2 separate regions of the Mus musculus genome follow, and region 1 is linked to region 2. The links are chromatin contacts, called in public HiChIP or PLAC-seq maps. All regions are on one chromosome and are shown on one strand. Each heading gives the region's core, a stretch centred on a gene start, on an enhancer-like site or on the middle of the called end of the contact. The rest is flanking DNA. Distances are from core to core; before and after follow the strand shown. Region 1 overlaps Gm6116 (predicted gene 6116). Region 2 overlaps Scfd2 (Sec1 family domain containing 2).

The links. HiChIP or PLAC-seq counts read pairs in DNA pulled down with a chosen protein or histone mark.
Region 1: a CTCF HiChIP or PLAC-seq map of the NIH/3T3 cell line shows a contact between it and region 2, with 7 read pairs. The contact joins two enhancer-like sites.

Annotation. Positions count from the first base shown.
Region 1 is chr5:74,960,042-74,962,741 of GRCm38.p6, reverse strand. Gm6116 (predicted gene 6116) reads right to left here. Exons shown (of 5, transcript NR_045866.1): 3 at 436-503. The region is part of intron 1 of Gm52778 (a long non-coding RNA gene); the gene reads left to right. Among named protein-coding and RNA genes, the nearest start is that of Gm6116, 12 kb to the right of the region's middle. Within about 2 kb of position 1,406, at least 51 of the 459 cell types and tissues checked have an H3K27ac peak or open chromatin away from gene starts, as enhancers often do. A contact at or near this core is called in the NIH/3T3 cell line, where this site is marked.
Region 2 is chr5:74,491,254-74,494,130 of GRCm38.p6, reverse strand. All of the region lies in intron 2 of Scfd2 (Sec1 family domain containing 2), which reads left to right. Among named protein-coding and RNA genes, the nearest start is that of Scfd2, 39 kb to the left of the region's middle. Within about 2 kb of position 1,285, at least 42 of the 459 cell types and tissues checked have an H3K27ac peak or open chromatin away from gene starts, as enhancers often do. A contact at or near this core is called in the NIH/3T3 cell line, where this site is marked.

The DNA.
Region 1 (2,700 bases), core at 157-2,656, 470 kb before region 2:
GTTTCCTATACGGAGTTTTAAAGGACAATACCATTCTGTGATTGATCACCTTTACTGCAGCCAGAGTACTCCAGTAATGAAGAGTAAATGACAGGAACCACTAGTGGTTACAGGCAACCCCCAAGACTCCAGGAGGGGCTTTATAAGTGGTCACCTAACCTGCAAGCGTCTATCAACAATGAGAAGTGAGGTTCCACCTGTGATAGAGTAGGGATGTTGCCTCTTCCCCCTGGGTCCCCTCTCTAACATCACGCCTTAGGGAGGGAGGGGGTGATGGAAAGGCTAGGAGGCCTTCAGGGGAGTCAGTAGGGATAGAATTAGAGATTTATTTATTCGAGATTTACAGGGTCTTCAAGTATGGTCCACACGGATCTTCATTCAGAGTAAAAAAATGTTGCTACTCTTTGGAGAATAGAAATGGACTCAGCAACATACATGTTCAGTGCATCCTTGGGACATCATGGGTCCTGTTATAAGTTCAGTGTGTCCCACAAAGCTTGAGTCTGAAAATGAGCAGAGAAGAGAATGGAGAAGAAGCAAGAGCCAAATGCTCTTAGCTCTCCCCTCTTAATATATAAAGTTCGGCCTATGTGTGCCAGATTCACCTTTGATCATAGTTGAGTTGAGTCCTATATATTCAGTCTCATAAAAATTATCGCTATTGTTGTTTTGAGATACTGTCTCCCTCCATAGCCCAAGCAGACTTTGAACTCTTGACTCTTGAGTGCTGGGATGGAAGGCATTCACTGCCAACACCCAGCTATTATTACTATTATTATTCCTACTGTAACTCCATGGTGCAGGGGTTTGAGCATGGATCTTACACAGTGGGCCAGTGCGCTACCACTGAGCTATATACTTAGGGCTTTTAGAAAAAATGATTGGATATTCAAAATACACATGGTGCTTTAGGGCTGTGGAGTAATTTTAGGCAGAACAATGCTTTGTGTAGAAAGCCGTGCCTTCCCAACACTCCCAGTTTCTTCTCTTGGTTCCATTCTCCAACCAGTCCCTTGTTGTTAAGGGTAGTTTTGGTGCAAGATGCCTGTGGACTTCCATCTCTGACACCCTTCTGCTCTGGGCAAATTTACCAAGTCTCTAAGTGCCATTTCTGTATCTGTCTCCTGGGGCAAGGTATGTGTAGCAGGGCAATGTTGAGGACTTAGAACTGAATCTGACTCGCGTGCCCATTAGATATCAGTTTGATTAGAAAATGCACACGTTCCAGTTTCTTTGTAATTAGTCCATGTGCTCCAGTCCCCCTCCTCCCAAAGCTGTGAGCTCAAGATGGGAGACAAATGGAAAAACTTCTTCCTCAGAAATTCCTCTGAGGAAAAAAACGTCATTCCTCAGAAATGTGTAGGCGTGAGCGCCATCTAGCTGTGCTCTGGGTACTTCTATGATCACCAGGCAGAAAGTGAACAGGCTGGGGAAAATGTCCTTTGATCTGTCAGGCGAAGCAGAGCAGTCCCGTGGCCCTGTGGCAGGAGAGAAACTCAGAAGGCCTGTGTCTGAGGATACTGACTTCCATGAGAAGGGACCGGTTGTCTTCAAGAATATTAAGGGATGGAAGTCGGCAGGCAAGGGGACAGTTTAAGATTGGAACACAAATGCAGGGGGCACAAAGCAAATGCTTGTGTCTTGTGAAGCAGCAGCAGGCATGTGATTCTAAAAGGGTGATCATTAAGAAAGGCCCCTGAGAATGTGGAAGAAGGCCGTAGAGATGGATGACCCTCCAGGATGACGCAGATCACCAGCTACCTATTAACAGAAGAGTGGCAGAAGCAAAATCCAGCACAAGATGATCAAAAACCAAAGGGAGAAGAGACAGACGTCGAAAGGAAGACTGGTTCGGTAGAAGTGGAGTTGAGTGTCTACCTCGGTCTCTGGCACCCTCTGCTCTCTATTCAGCCTGGGGTAGGATGGAAAAGCTTGACTGAACAGAGAGGCTCCCAGGGAGGGAGGGAGGAGTCAAACTGCAGAGAAAAAGTCACCAGGACCCTTTGGAGTTGGCTCTACGAGGAGCCGGTGCCTGTATTAATGCTGGGTTCCTGTCTCGCGTTGCTAACACCCACGCCGGCAAAAACAAGGCACCGCTCTTTCTCCTCTGCCTGTGGAAATCTACCTGGGAGCTCGGCAAACCTAATAGCTCAGCAGCTTCCCTTTTATCAGAAGCCTTTGCTGGCTGCTAGCAATCAGCCCTGCGAATGGGTGTGGCTGCCAAGGCAGAAGACTGTGGCTCATACTCAGACTGCCTTGCTGTCACAGTCCAGATGAATACATTGTAACTGGAGTCCAGCGACAACATTGTTTCAAACTGGCATCGCCCTCTTGATCCCTCCATTAACTAACTAGCTCATGCAATACTTAAAATTCCAAAGGGGAGATGTGCCTCCAAAACCTCCAAGGACACAGAGAACAAGACCAGGGGATTTTAAATGTCTGACAAATAGTAGGCACTGAATAAATACTTATCACTCTTTCTGAGAAGAGGAATATTTGACTTTTCCTCTTGTGTCTTTTCATTAATAGCTCCATAAAACCTTTGCTCAGGGCTGGAGAGATGGCTCAGTGGTTAAGAATGCTTGCTGTTCTTCCACAGGACACCAGTGACTTTCCAGAACCCACAGTAGGTGGCTCACAACTGTCTAGCTCCAGAAATGCCAATGTCCCTTTCTGGCTTCCATAGGAACGGTTTCC
Region 2 (2,877 bases), core at 36-2,535:
CTTTTGTCGCAGCTCCAAACTTTGTCTCTGTAACTCCTTCCATGGGTGTTTTGTTCCCAATTCTAAGAAGGGGCACAGTGTCCACACTTTGGTCTTCATTCTTCTAGAGTTTCATGCATTTGGCAAATTGTATCTTATATCTTGGGTATACTAAGTTTTGGGCTAGTATCCACTTATCAGTGAGTACATGTTGTGTGAGTTCCTTTGTGATTGGGTTACCTCGCTCAGGATGATGCCCTCCAGGTCCATCCATTTGCCTAGGAATTTCATAAATTCATTCTTTTTAATAGCTGAGTAGTACTCCATTGTATAACGTAGGTTCTTAATAAATAGTGAAGGAGGCCTAGTGATGGTGTCCTAGCTGTTCCTAGCTACTCATGAGGCTGAGTTAAGGGGACGGCAAATTTCAAGACCTGCCTGGGCTACTAAATGAATTCAGGACAGCTAAATGAATTCCTGGGCAGCTTAGTGAGACCCTGTCTCAAAATAAAAAGTCATTAGAGGGACATTGATATCTCAGCGACAGAGGGCATCATCCAACCCAGTCCTCAGCTCCATTCAGTACTGCACAGGTACTAGTTCAGCAATGAACATGTGAGCACAGCAGTCTAAGTGGCTTCATTGGCTACATCCATACTTCCTTCCTTTTCTGAAAGGCTTTCTCATGGGCCTGTTGCCCAAGCTACTCCAGCTCAATCTACTCTAATCCCATTGTTTAGCTGCTTCCTCTCTGCCTGACCTTGTCCACACTTAGAAAGCGTTTGCTCTCCTAGAGCTGCTGTCTGTGTCACCTGGAGGAACATGCTCCATTCTGGCTTCTCTGGTAGATCTAGCTCTAGAGGCTGGAGTCACTGGATGAATGTTCAGCTGCAAGAAATGCTGTATTTTGAGAGAACGATGAAGGACAGACTGTTTTCCAAGTTTTTATCTGATTCAGTCTCCCGTTCTGTAATTCTTTCACTTTTTTGGAGATGAAGGTTAATGGATATGTTTCTCATAGCTGAGTTGTTGAAAACAGCAGTCAAGAGGAAAGTTGACTCCAGAAGTCTCACTGGTTTACTTAGCTCATCAAGCTCACACTGATGGAAATCGTTAGTCCTCCAGTAACACACTATGACTCAGCTTGCTTTGTTGAAGACAAGTTAAAACCTTTGCTGGGTTTATCACTGTTGTTGTTGTTATTGTGTTTCTGTTGGAATACCAAGACTGGTGATACAGATCCTGTGAGTAATCTTAGCATTCCTGCATATCATGAAGTACTATTGCCCTGGGTTTACTCACACGATGACAGTGTGCATTCATACATAGGTCAACATCCTCCTCCTCCTAATTACATGCCTTCCACTTGGTTGAGTAGTACTGTGAGTCAGCACTCAAGCACCTTTAAAAAATTAACGCTGCTGTATTTGCATTTTATTTGGTGGTGAATATTTCCTGTTTATTTCTAGTAGACTGAATCTGACATTTCATACTTGCCAAACCAAGGCAACTTCTAAAATTCCATTAAGAGCTGAGTAATTATGGTAAATAAAGATCCAGGAGTGAGTGGAAAGGGCCATGTCTTCCTGTACAAGTCTCTGGAAAGACTTTAAGACAGGATCTGTGGCAGGTTCCAGTTGTTAGCTTGTAGTCTTAAAATGTGGCCATTTGTCAAAATAGTTTTAGTCTTAGGGATACAAGATAGCTAATTAAGAAAAAGAACAGGGGGCTGGTGAGATGGCTCAGTGGTTAAGAGCACTGACTGCTTTCTTCTAGAGGCCCTATGTTTAATTCTCAGTAACCACATGGTGGCTCACAACCATCTGTAATGGGATCTGATGTCCTCTTTGGAGTGCCTGAACACAGCTACAATAAATACAATAAACAAATCTTTAAAGAAGAAGAAGAAGAAGAAGAAGAAGAAGAGGAGGAGGGGGGGGGAGAAGAAGGAAAGAAAGAAAGAACGAACGAATGAACAAATGAACAAGGCCCGGAGAGATGGCTCAGCTGTTAAGAGCACTGACTAATCTTCCAGAGGTTCTAGTTCAATTCCCAGAAAATGTGTTGTTTTCATCTTACCTGTACGAGTGTTTTGCTTGCTTGAGTGTTGTGTCTCTGCACTGCCTGCATTCCTGGAGCCTGTGGAGCAAGTGCTCTTAACAGTTACCCCCAAGCCATGGTGGCTCACACTCATCTGTAATGGGATTCTATGCCCTTTCCTGGTGTGTCTGAAGACAGTGACAGTGTACTCACATTCATAAAATGAATACATAAATCTTTAAAAGAGAAGAAGAAAAAGAACAGGCATTTGTGTGTATTTGACATTTTATAGAGTTACTAACGGTTTATAAGCTCATTAAATTTCATAGCAACAGAAGTTTTCATAAGACAAACATACTACTATTTTATCATACACTTCAAAGAATGAATTGTAACAAAATTGTCTTCCAGTAACTGCAATAAGTTAAAACTTATGTCTAAAAAAGAGGAGATGGCAGAAAAGTGTTTAATTTATAGTCTACAACTTTCTGGATGTGTTCTGGTTAATTGTTTCTGCTATTGTCACTAGGTTTATGAAAGGAAAAATAGTTTTAATAAAAGAAACAGCAGTGTGGAATATTCAGGCATCAGTGGCTGCACTTGGGGAAGTAAATCAAACCTGCACCTGTGAACCTGGAGGAGCAGACATGGTGGGGAGTCATTCTGTCCTCGGGTGCCTGCGTTCTGGGGCCCCTGTCGTGACAAGCCTCATGTGCGCAGCTTACAGGGACATGGACTTAAATGACAGTCAGTGTGTTGACCATGTAACTTGGGCAAACTAGTCTCTCCCCATTTTACGCTCAAGGACAATTTTATCATACTTTAAAGGAAGAGCTCCCCAAATAGACAACTGTTATT